Linked DNA regions of Mus musculus: regions 1 and 3 are each linked to region 2. Evidence: chromatin contacts called from public ChIA-PET and promoter capture Hi-C data. All regions are on one chromosome and are shown on one strand. The core of a region is the stretch at or near the end of the contact, and the rest is flanking DNA. Distances in the headings are between cores, read along the strand shown.

What was found. ChIA-PET counts read pairs in DNA pulled down with a chosen protein or histone mark. Capture Hi-C pulls out chosen DNA fragments and counts their contacts.
Region 1: a contact with region 2 is called in a promoter capture Hi-C map of adipose tissue. The contact joins the promoter of 9330175E14Rik here to the promoter of Ccdc102a in region 2. A contact is called at or near these places in 4 of 39 promoter capture datasets (the C10 cell line, embryonic stem cells, pre-B cells and 1 more), 1 of 115 datasets of contacts at active chromatin or transcription factors (memory CD8 T cells) and 2 of 9 other capture datasets (adipose tissue and liver).
Region 3: an RNA polymerase II ChIA-PET map of memory CD8 T cells shows a contact between it and region 2, with 35 read pairs. The contact joins the enhancer-like site here to the promoter of Ccdc102a in region 2. A contact is called at or near these places in 4 of 39 promoter capture datasets (the C10 cell line, embryonic stem cells, pre-B cells and 1 more) and 1 of 115 datasets of contacts at active chromatin or transcription factors (memory CD8 T cells).

What each region holds. Positions count from the first base shown.
Region 1 is chr8:94,433,533-94,437,556 of GRCm38.p6, reverse strand. It overlaps 9330175E14Rik (RIKEN cDNA 9330175E14 gene), which reads left to right and starts at 2,454. Exons shown (of 3, transcript NR_015514.2): 1 at 2,454-2,721; 2 at 3,081-3,330; 3 at 3,411-4,024. It also overlaps a transcript of Nlrc5 not described here.
Region 2 is chr8:94,916,552-94,920,695 of GRCm38.p6, reverse strand. Ccdc102a (coiled-coil domain containing 102A) reads left to right here and starts at 2,598. Exons shown (of 9, transcript NM_001033533.3): 1 at 2,598-2,714.
Region 3 is chr8:94,413,374-94,417,363 of GRCm38.p6, reverse strand. No RefSeq gene overlaps it. Among named protein-coding and RNA genes, the nearest start is that of 9330175E14Rik, 20 kb to the left of the region's middle. Within about 2 kb of position 1,928, at least 35 of the 459 cell types and tissues checked have an H3K27ac peak or open chromatin away from gene starts, as enhancers often do. A contact at or near this core is called in memory CD8 T cells, where this site is marked.

The DNA.
Region 1 (4,024 bases), core at 1,205-3,704, 480 kb after region 2:
CTTCACAGATAGCATCTGAGTGACTGGATTTTTTACTCTATAGATGTATTTGTTACTTAATTAAGTAATTGATTAAAAAAAATGCTGGAGACAGGGTCTCAGTACCTAGGTTCTGAGACCAACTATGTTCCAACTCTCATCGCCTCAACCACCTATATATACTGGGTATATGGCACCACACCTGAGCTTTGGTTTTATTTTAGCATCATACATATTATTTAGTTTAACAAGTGACTTTTTAAAAAACATATCTGAGTTCATTAAAATATGGTAACAAACACATGGAAAAACCTAGTGCTAGAGGGTCTCTGCATATCAGCTTCTTGTAATTACCCTTCAACAAGAGTCATGGGTGAGTCAGTCAGAGGGTGGCCAGTGCCTCTCTGAGTTAGAGTTAGGAGGAGCACCATATGAGGTCATCAGGAAGATCGAGCAATCTGGAGCAATGGGTGTGTCTATGCTATGATTTGAGGCAGTGACAGAGAAAGGGAAGAATCCGAAGTCACAGGTGACCAGAATCACAAAGCCTGCTACCCACATCTCCGAGATCCACAGAATGGAAGACTCAAGGCTCTCCTAAAGAAAAGAATGGGGGTCATGCTGCCTCTACCCACTTTCAGGGACCCAGAAACAGGAGTTTGTTTGTTTTGTTTTTGGGTTGTTTTTTTTTTTTTTTTTTTTTTTGGTTTTTTCGAGACAGAGTTTCTCTGTGTAGCCCTGGTTGTCCTGGAACTCACTCTGTTGATCAGGCTGGCCTCGAACTCCCAAATCCACCTGCCTCTGCCTCCCAAGTGCTAGCATTAAAGGCTATCAACTACACTCACAGAAACATATTTGGTGAAGAGAGACGATGCTTTGCATCCTGAGAACACCTACAAAGAGGTTTTTGCTTGTCTTCTGTAGTAAGGATAGAACCCAGAATCTTCTGAAGCTAGGCAGATCTCTTGCCCTCTCAGCCGTGCCTTCCCCCAACACTTAAGTGTTTGCATCTCTTTTGCCACAATTCTCTGCTGGTGGTAGAGGAGAGATGCTGGGATGATGTATCAGATGTGGTTAAAAAAACAAAAGTTCCATCAAGCGCTGGCAGAAATGGCTTTTTATTTTTTTATTCTCTGCAGTCTGCATCCTCTGAGGATGCTAGTAAAGGGGCCTTCCTCTTTCCGATTGGGACACTTTGGTTGCTGGGATTTTTGTCTTTCAGCTTGTAGTTGCAGTCTCTGCCTCCCCAAGATGGCCGCCTTCCTGAGGTATCTATGTGGATATGCTGATCGCCTCTATTAGTGGGCAGAAGTCTTACTGGGCCCACCCTACAACCTCATCTTAAGTGTCTGCAGTCACCCTGTGTCCAAATAAGGTCACGTTCAGAGGCAGTGGGGATGTCTTCTTTACCCAACACACAGCACAAAATATGGGAGAAGAGAATCTACAGAGTTTTGTTGAACTCTTTCTAGAGGGAAGAGAGAAAGAGAGAGAGAGAGAGAGAGAGAGAGAGAGAGAGAGAGAGAGAGAGAGAGAGAGAGAGCACATAGACATTGACCAGGTACTGCTATCCTCGGGCTGGTCCGGGAACAGGTCTAGGCAGACTTTCCCAACCAAGTGCTTACTAGGCCTAAGCATACTTAGCTTCTGAGATCAGGCCAACCTGTGCTTTCTGGGCAGACCGGACTAAGCAGACTAAGGCACTAAGGCGTTCCCTTAGCTTCGGCATTTGTCCCATCAGGACCCCAGGCTCCTCACACTTGTGGCCGAGGCATTGTTTCTATTTCGTCTCACTCGATTCAGGAGATAAATTTTGAACATAATGTCTGTACTATAGATGGGGAACCAACCTTCCAAGATCTGAAATCGTAACTCATGGTCATGATGCACAGTATTGAGAGCACCCAGAGGTCCTATTCCAAGACAGATGGGCGCTGGTCCTGGAGGCAGGGCAGGCAAGGCATAATTGCTGGTGCTGGTCTGTGGACAGTACACCATGAGGGGCCTTATGAACTTCCAGTCACTCCCGCCCACTCTGTTCTCTGGTGGGAGCTCAGGCCTGGTGCCTTATTTTTGTGGCGCCGGGGACTCAAACCAGGGTCTGCCCTGTCTCTGAGCTACATCCCAGAGGGAACCTGGCAGGTTTCCGGGTTTCCTTTCTTTGCAAGAAAGCGATTCAGGAAGAGAAAGCTGCAGGTATGGCTCAGCTACACCCACCTTTGGTCATTTTCTAGCCTTTTCCCCCAATCATGAAGGTCAATTTTCAAAATACCTTTTCTGTATGAAGCCCCTCCCGCCCTTTTCAGAAGAATCCTGACAATATATACCAATAGTACTGAAGACCCAGAATTCTCCAGGAACCTCCCAGAGCTCCCAGCTCAGCTTTTCTGAGTGGAAAAAAAATGGTTTAAACCCCACGTGGCATTGTGGTAGGCCAGGGACAAAAGGCTGCCCAGGCTTACCCTTGTGACTGGAAAGTTTCAATGATCATTAGAAATACAGGTGATGGACATTCAAGAAACATCGTTCTCTTTTAAAACACAATATTCTGTTTTGTTTTTGTTTTTGTTTTTAAAGATCCCTGTCTTTTTGTACATTCCTTAATATCTAGTATTTGTTCCAACACAATGTTGGTAGCCAGAAGCCACCGACCTGAGGTTGGCAACTCTTAGAGAACGCAGCTTTCCTCTATAGAACAGCAAGTTGCTACGGTTCAGCCAAATTCTATCTGTCTAATAAAAGGTGGGGTTTTGTTTGTTTGTTTGTTTGTTTTGTTGTTTTGGCTGAAAATTCAGAATTATATGTAGCAAACAGGGCGGCTTCTGGATTATTATTAAAGCAAAGGCATTGAAAAGAAAAAAAAAAAAACAAGAAGAAAGTATGGTTGGGGGTGGGGGATGACAAGTGTGGCAGGCACCAGGAGAGGGGGCGCACAGACATACAAAGTTTTTTCCCAAACTGAGCCACTCCCTCCAATTTCTGTGGTCCCCAAATTACAGTGTCCGACTGCATTTTGCTAAGCCACCAGTACCCCAACCCACCCGGGCCCCTCAGTCCGTTTGTCTATCCACCTAGCCCCTGACACCCCCTCCTCTCTCTAGGCACAGATCTCCCTCCGCGCCCCGGCTTGGGCAGGTAACTCACCAGTTCAGCTCCCTCTCCACCGCGCTCTGTGGAAACTGAAAGTGGCCACTGAGCGGGCGCTGTTCGCTAGTTCATAGACTCTACTGCCGCTGCCGAGAAATCACGTGGATTCAAAGTGCCAGCCCCAGGGCGCGCGAGTAGCGTGCCCGGAACCCGCCGCGGCTTGGAGATCGCAGCGGGACATGCCTCTCTGACTACTGAGACTGGGTAAGGTGGGCATCTGCCAGGAAGTGGGTGGGGCCAGAGCGCAGCAGGACCCGCACAACCCTTCTTTCTACACTTCCCAGAGACGATGTAGGATGAAGGCAGGAGGAGCCACTGAGCAAAACTTCGTGGAGTTGGGTCCAGGGTCCAGTGGCGACAGCGGCTCATCACCTGAGACCTGACCTGGACAAGCGCGGCCTCCAGGTGTGTCTCTGCTGGTCCCTGGGTGCAAGGGTTGCCTAGGCTACAGAAGAAAGCTTGGTGCAGGGATAAGGGATGGAAAGAGGTGGGCGGTAAGAAAAGGACTACAGGGCCAGCGTCAGCCCTGGAAAGTTCCTGTCTCTGTTCCAAGTTCTACAACCTGCCCTGCCTCTTGTCTTTGTCCCAGAACAGGAGGCCAGGCTCCTCCTGAGGATGGTTTCTGTGACATCCCACAGTGAAGCAACTTTCCCAGAATGCTCTGGGGGAGGAATGGGGAGACAGTGCATTAGCACTGTAGGGCAGGGTCATCAGCACACCCATGACCCCCAAACCTCAGGCTCAAGTCCTCCTCTTAAGTGCTGGCTACATCACCTTAGGCCAGTGGTTCTCAGCCTTCCTAATGCTGGGACCCTTTAATACTGCAGCCTCACGCTGTGCTGACCCCCAACCATAACATTATTCTCGTTGCTACTTCATAGCTGTAATTTTGCTACTG
Region 2 (4,144 bases), core at 1,349-3,848:
TTAGTGTAGTAATAGGGAGCATTGCCTTGAAATATACTTACATTCTAAAAAGTAAAAAATGCCAATGTGGTCTGGAGAGATGGCTCAATGATTAAGAGAACTGACTGTTATTCAAGAGGACCTGGGAGAACACATGGCAGCTCCCACTTGTCTGTAACTCCAAGATGTGACACCCTTACACAGACATAACACATGCAGGCAAAACACCAGTGCACATTAAATAAATAAATAAATAAGTAAGTAAATAAATAAATAAATAAATTGAAATGCCCATGTGCTGATGGTAATGGTAACAGCAAGGGTATAGAAGCGACATACTAACACAGGCCCCACTCAATCTCCAGTGTCTTGAGTCTGAAGACAAAAACCCCTTGCCCTGTCCACAGATGAGGGAGGCTAAAACCAGATTACCATTTCACTAGAGGTGCCTAGAAGAGGGTCAGTAACCAAACTTGGGAGATACAGGCTCTGCCACTTCCCAGAGTGAATTTAAGCCAACCAATGGGTTTCTGATATTCCCTGGGCTCATCATGACATGGTGGTAATGACGGCCAGTACAGAGTAGCTGCACAGCTAGGTAACTTAAGAGAGCCATCTAGCCTATATGGCCAGCATGTACTGAGTTCCAAGAGTGAGTGGCTCCCCTCATCTCATCCACCCTATGCAAAACACACACACACACACACACACACACACACACACACACACACACTACTTCCTCTCCAAAGAGAGAGGGCTCAGTTGCAATGAAGTCCAGTCAAAGGCTAACTATACCATAAGCCGGACCTCCATCACTTTCCCACCCTTTACCAGCTCCCAACACTAGAGAAAGAGCTCTGAGATCTTGGTTCAGAGCTGTCACTGCCAGGACATCCCTTCTCCCTGGGACATCTCACTGCTGTGAGATCCCATTCGAGTCAAAAGCCAATCTAAACTTTCATTTCCCCAGGTCTAGAAGGAAGTCTGTTTTTTCTTTTTGTCTTGTCATGAGTTCTCAATATGTGTATCTCACACATTCCCCCTGTACATGATGTAGAGGACAGCCAATGGAGGGTCTGCAGGCTAGTGATCTGTAGATGCTAACCAAAGTGCAAGCATTCCCACCCAAACTGGTCTTCTGCTGATTATAACAGCTGCCAAGCAAGCACCACTCACTACCTGCCCAGCACATGAAGGGGCAAGTGAAACTATAAAACTTGCAAAATCTGTGGGACTTCACAAAGTTGGTGGGGGTGGGGCAGAGAAGACAGCTGAAGACCACAGAGAAGGATGTGGGGGAAGTGTATGACATCAAAAAGATGTACTGAGTTCTCAGAATACTCAGTGGGGGGCTGGGGGTGGGGGGGAGATCTGAAGAAGTGGCTCAGTGGTTAAGAGTACTTAATGCTATTTCAAAGGGCCCCAGTTTAGTTCCCAGCACCTACATGGTAGCTCATAGCTATCAGTAACTTTAGTCTCAAGGGATCTGAGCCCCTCTTCTGACCTTGGAGGCCACCAAATACACACAGGATCCCCTTAAAGGGGGGAAGGTCAAAGGATCCTTGTTTTTGAAGAAGCCCTAGTTTGTTTGTTTGTTTGGTTTATTTATTTTTGTAAATCAGGGGTTTTCTACTAGCTCTGGTTCTCCTGGAATTCACTATGTAGATAGACCAGACTGGCCTCAAACTCCTGTGAGGCAGACATCTGCCTGCCTCTGTCTCTGCCTCCCTAATGCTGGGATTAGAGGCCCCAAGTGTTGGGATTAAAGGGGTGCACCACCATATCCAGCTAGCCCCGGTATTTTGGTAAAACAAAACAATCTCTTACAGCAAACCAATAATAGCTCAACTCCGTAAGGGGGGAAAAAAACCTTCAACATTCAGTATGTGATTCACTCTTCACAAACCACTATGCTCGTGACCATGATTAGAATTAAAACACTCTTAACCAAGAAGTATGTGATTCGTTTATCTTCATAATCTTTATCTTTTCTGGACAATAACCTAACCCAGCTTAGCTGCCCACGCGTTTTTGTGACTTTTGGTCCTGTCGGCAAGACAGACCAACCTCGAAGCAGGATGTGAAGGGGAGATACCATCTTGACCTTCTTCTTCCCTGACAAGACTACAGACACCCTATCCCAAAGAGAGAGAGAGAGAGAGAGAGAGAGAGAGAGAGAGAGAGAGAGAGAGAGCCTGAGCCTAATGGGTGTGTACAAGAAGGTCAGAGGGTTCTGCCAAGCACCATCGCACACCAGAGGGAAAATCTCCACAGTGGGAGTAGGTCCCATCACTCTCCTTTATAGGCCTGAAGTCGCTTTGTACAAAAAAGGGAAACCGAGGCCCAGTGAGGACATGGACTCTGGCCCAAGTCCAGTCGGTGTCAGCGCTAGCACTGGAAGTAATGCAGTTAACCAAAGTGAAGCTCCTCGTGGGTCATGGTGCCCACTCCTGTCCTGGATCACCTAGACCGTGGTTGGCGGGAAAGCCGAGGACGCGGATCCTGCCTGGGCGACCCCATGCTTGGGCGGGCCAGGGGGGTCCGGCTGCCTGGCCCCAACCCGCAGCAAACCGCGCCCCACGAGGGGCCCCCGCCCGCTCCCCTTCCCCTCCCCTGGCAGGAGGAGGAGACTTGGCGGCCCTCCCCCGGCCTCCCGACGGCCGCCGCAGCCAGCCCCGCGCCCGCTCCACCCAGAGCAGCAGTTCGGACGTCCGGAATCCCAGCCCCGGCCCGAGGTGAGTGGGGACGGCGGGGCGGGAGGTCATCGCGACAGGGTACTCGCTGCGGTCTCGGAGCCGCTCACGCGAGGGAAGAACTTTGCAGCGAGGGACAGGAGCCGGGGCGGCGCCCGCCGCACCCCAAACTTGAGTCCAACTTTTTAGTCCCACTTAGAGTCCCCCGGCCCGTCTCCATCCCCGTGGAAGCCGGGTCCCGTGGCGGGACAGTGGGGGAGGGGGCGCCCGTGGAATGCCGGCAGGGCCAGGAGGGGGGGGGATGGCAGGCGGGGGCGGAATGTGGAACTCTCCCGGGGGACCCAACGTGGTCACCATGGCGAGTGCCGGACGGACGGGTGGCACTGGCCAATCGGAGCACGGCTTTACGCCCAGACCCGTTGCGCTACCAATGGAAACCAAGCGGTGGGGTGGGCGGGACCGCGTCTTGCAGGACCGGACCCCCGCACCCCCTCCAGCCGCTAGGGGGAGCGGGGCTGGTGGCCCGCGAAGGGGCTACCAAGTAGGGACTGGGCCCTGGAAAGCTGAAAACTTAATTTCGGGAAGGAATGCGGGCAAGTGGGGCAAGGGCTTGATGCTAAGAGAAGGGAAGGGCTTCAGCAGCCCACTGCCCTGGTTGTGCCGAGGGGTAGCACTCTTCCTCATCCCGGGACTTCAGTTTGCGTAAGTGAATGTCCCTTATTCGGCCCGGATTACTGAGCTGTTGTAGGAGTACGATGAGTTCTTATTGGCAGAGTCTTACCCACCTGCTGGAGGAATTAGAAATCTTGTTGGTGCCTCTCAATACATAGGAAAACTGATGCTCAGAAAGGCCAGGAACCTGCACATACCACACGGTGTGTAATAGCAACGCTAGGGTTAATGTCTGTTCTATACGAATGTGCGATGCCAAGAGTTGCTAAGAGTCCTGGGGCTGGAGTAGGTGAAAGCTTCCACTCTTCCAAGTCATGTTTGTTTGGCGGGCCTAGTATCTGAAGATCTCCCTAGTAAGCGCTTCCAGGGGCATGGTGCTCTTCAGGTAGTCACGCATGACCCAGCCACAAGCTCTGTTCTAGCATAGAAACCCTGCTCTCCTCCCTTCCCCACCCCTCCGTTTCTTTCCTGGAGGTCCAGCAGCTGTAAGCTGGGCTCTCTCAGTATCCATGGTCAGAGGGACAGACAGCCCACAGTCTGCGGGCTGACCAGCCTTGGGCCCTGCACTTATCCAATCAGGCAGTCCCCTTGTGGTTTCCTGCTGGGCTCTAATCCCTACCCACAGCTAGGCCTGTGGCCCTGGGCTTACCCCAGAGTCCACCTGAAAGATTCTAAGAAGATACGGGAGAATTCTGAGCTGTGGAGGTCTTGGGTTCCCCATTCCCTCAGCTGGTCCCCATCCAGGGCTTAGTGTTTCTCATTCCTTGCAGTGGCTTCTGAGAAAACCAACCGAACCTCGA
Region 3 (3,990 bases), core at 679-3,178, 500 kb after region 2:
GATCAGTGGGAAAAAAAAAGAATGACGTTCCGATGAAGTCTGGAGTCACTAAGAGCTCAGCAGTGGTGATCTACAACCAACACAGCTTGTTTATGGAAAGATTAATACTGTACATTGGGTATGGAACATTTTGTCATGTCTTTGTAACTTTTATTCAAATCTAAAGTTATTAGAAAAAATTAATGAGTTGGGGCTAGCAAGATGGATCAGTGTGTATGTGAATTTCTCACCAAGCCTGACCACTGGACTTCAGTCCCTGGGACGCCCAGGGTAGAAAAAGAATTAGCTCTAAAAGTTGTTCTCTGACGTCCAGATATAGGCCATGGTGGACTGATGTGTGTGTGTGTGTCTGTGCACCCATACACGCTAACTGATTAAACTTTCCTTACATTCTTATTTACTTCATGTGTGTCCCCCACCTGCATGCTATGTGCATGTGTACAGATCAGAGGACGACTTACAGAAACTGACTTTCTCCTTCCACCATGCGGGTCACAGGAATTGAACTGAGTTATCTCTTTGGCCTGATAAAAATATTTTAAAGAAATTGCAGATACCTTTAAGCCCAGCACTTGGGAGGTAGAGGCAGATGGTTCTCTGTGAATACAAGGTCAACTTGGTCTACAGTGCAAGTTTCAGGATAGCCAGTGCTGCACAGAGAAACCCTATCTCTAAAAAACCCAATCACCATCACCACCACCACCATCACCACCACCATCACCATCATCATCATCACCACCACCACCACCATCATCATCATCGATAAAATGTAAAAATAAGGAGTTGGTTTGTTGTTGTTTTTAAGAAATGGGATTCCCCCAAAGGAATCCCATTCTAGACTTCATAGAGAGGTGTGGGTGTGGCCCCAGGTCTTGGTTTGTTTGTTTGTTTTTTCGAGACAGGGTTTCTATGGATAGCCCTGGCTGTCCTGGAACTCACTTTGTAGACCAGGCTGGCCTCGAACTCAGAAATACGCCTTCCTCTGCCTCCTGAGTGCTGGGAGGGACAGGTTTTCATTACTTTTGCCTTTAGGATTTTGTGGGGGTGTGTGGGAGGGTGCGGGTATTGTTTTGATTTGGGGGAATTTTTTTTTCAGTCAGGACTCCACTGTGTAGCTCAGGGTTACTTTTCTCTTAGCTCACAATCCTCCTGCTTGGCCTCCTAACACTGAGATTACAGGCATAGCCATCATGCCTCCTATCTTTAGAGTTTAGCGTATTAAAAACTATTAAGGAGACCTTGAAGAACACTGGAGACCAGACTGACCCTCGGTTTCTTGTTTACAACTATACTAGCTTCCAAGCTCCTGTTTCTAAGTGGATGAAACCCAGCCACTCAGAGGGAGTTTGGTACCTAGGATGGTCTTGCTTCATGTGGCTACTGACACAGGCGATGTCAGTGTGTGCTTGATCCTAAGTGCCACCCCAGACCTTACATGGGATTCTCATGACAAGCCCAGCACATATTCACTCTATGCTTCTTTCCTAAAACCTACAATGTGGGGGAACTGGAGATCTATGGTAGATGTGGACAGAGGCAGATGGTCTTAGACAGTGTAAGGGACCTGTCTCAGTGTTCCACTTAGAGGGACATTAGCAAGGCTGAGGCATCCTGTGGGCCTTCTCCTGGCTCACATCCCACGAGTTTGATGATCAGGAGCCACGGATAGGAAACAGTGAACCCCAGCAGAGGGAATGAAAAGAACAGGTAGACCCCGACAGCCGCTGGTACCCCAAAGCCTTGCACCCATCTCACCTCTTCAAAGGTGATTTTGCCCATCCGTCTGTGGGAAGAGAAATTCCATCAGTCCAGGAGAACTGACCACAACACCCTTGTTCTGGCAGGAGATTGTAGGCCTCCTCAGGCAGTAGACAGTGACCCAGCCTGGGCTGGTAAGGAAGTCACTGAACAGATGCTGAGAGACAGGAGTCATGTGACCGGGACAGCAGCCATCAGAGGGGATCAGGCTGACTGCAGTCCTGTGTGAGCAAGAAGCAGTTTGGAGTAGCTCAGGCTCTGGGCTGTAACCCTACACTAACTTAACAGTGACACAGCAAGAAGTTAGGACTTGGGCTGAAGAGATGGCTCAGCAGTTAAGAGTACAGGCTGCTCTTCCAGAGGACCCTGGCTTGATTGCTAGCATCCACATGGTGGTTCACAGTAGTCTGCAATTCCCGTGTCAAGGGATCTGAACTCCATGGGCACCAGGCATACATACGTTGCACATACAAACATGCAAGCAAAAACATTTATATGCATAAAATAAATAGACACCAAAAAAGTAAAAAGAAGTTAAGAGCCTTGACCCCTCAAGACTTCAGTTTTGTCATCTGTATGGGGGACAGCAAAAACAGTTGCTTTTCTGCTCACCTCCAGGGGTATGGAAGGGACACATTCACTTAGCTTTGTGGGCATCACTTTCCCGGCCTGTGAAATGGGGGTGACAACAGTGAGAATAAATGAGATCTCCCACATGCAGAGTCAAGAACTGGTCCTGCTCTATGGTGACCCAGCAGAGGTGTAATGAATAGAGGGATTTTTTTTTCTTTTTTTTTAGCCGTGCATGATGTTGCACAGCCTTTACATCCTTTAATCTCTGGAGGTAGAGGTAGGCAGATCTCTGCATTCAAGGCTATTCTGGTCTACAGATCGAGTTCCAGGACAGCCAGGGCTACAGAAACAAATGCATGCACATGTACATGCATGCACACATGCACAGGCACATGGGAGAGGGAGGAGGGGGAGGGGAGGGAGAGGGACAGAGAAGCAGAGAGAGACAGTACACAGGCACATGAGAGAGGGGGGGAGGGGGAGAAGGAGGGGAAGGGGAGGGAGGGAAGGGAGGGAGAGATAGAGACAGTGCACAGGCACATGAGAGAGACAGAGACAGACAGATTTTGGTTTTTTTTTTTTATTAATTAATTATTTATTTATTTGGTTTTTTGGAGACAGGGTTTCTCTGTATAGTTCTGGCTGTCCTGTCACTTTGTAGACCAGGCTGGCCTCGAACTCAGAAATCCGCCTGCCTCTATCTCCTAAGTGTTGTATTAAAGGCGTGCACCACCACACCCAGCTCAGAGACAGATTTTGACAGCCAGCTGTTGCTTCTAATGATATTTGTGGGGACATTACTAACTTCAACTATGACCAGAAGCTGGATTCAGCAGAAAGCCCAGCACACATGGTGTCTGGCAGCAAAACTCAACATCTATTAGGGAATCCCCAAACAAAAACGCACAATTGTAACCAAAGACTATGTGAAAGGAGAGAGAGACCAGGCTAGAGCACCAGAGTCTTAGGCGGGGAATCTGACACAGACTGGGAGTTGGGGGAGACCTACCCTGTAGATGGAAAAGAATCAGATGGGGAAGAGGCTGGGGGAAGACTTTGGGTGGAGAGAACAGAGTGAGCCACCCTGTGAGCGGGGCCACAGAAGGAATGTAGGTGGCAGGTCAGCTGCAGGACTGGATCAGTAGCCTCTCAACTGCACCGCTCAGCCAATGAGTGCTTTAGAAATGAAGAAATACACAGTGTTAGGTTCTGGAGAGCAGCTGAGAGGTGAAACTGTATGCAGCAAGCCTCTGTGACCCTGGAGAGGATGTGGCACCGAGGTGCAAAAGAGTTTTGATGTTCTCAGAAACCAGTGAGATATACAGCTGAAAGTAAGACATTTTCTGTTCGTGGAAAGAAGACCGAAAACTACCCTCGCTAAAGGAAACCACAAGGAGGTTTGGGGTGGTGTGTGTGTGTGTGTTTGGGGGTGTGTATAGATGAAAGACCCAAGTATGATGGTGTACACTTACAATCCCAGCTGAAGCGAGATCACAGCTTGGTGAGCAGCCTGGGCTATGGATAGAATCTGCGCTAACAGAAGTCATAGGGTGAAGCCCCAATCTCCGAACAGCAGCAGCAACAACAGCAGCAACACAAACGTTAAAATGAGCAAGGAGCAATCTCTGAACCCCAGGATTGAAGGATATATTTATAACT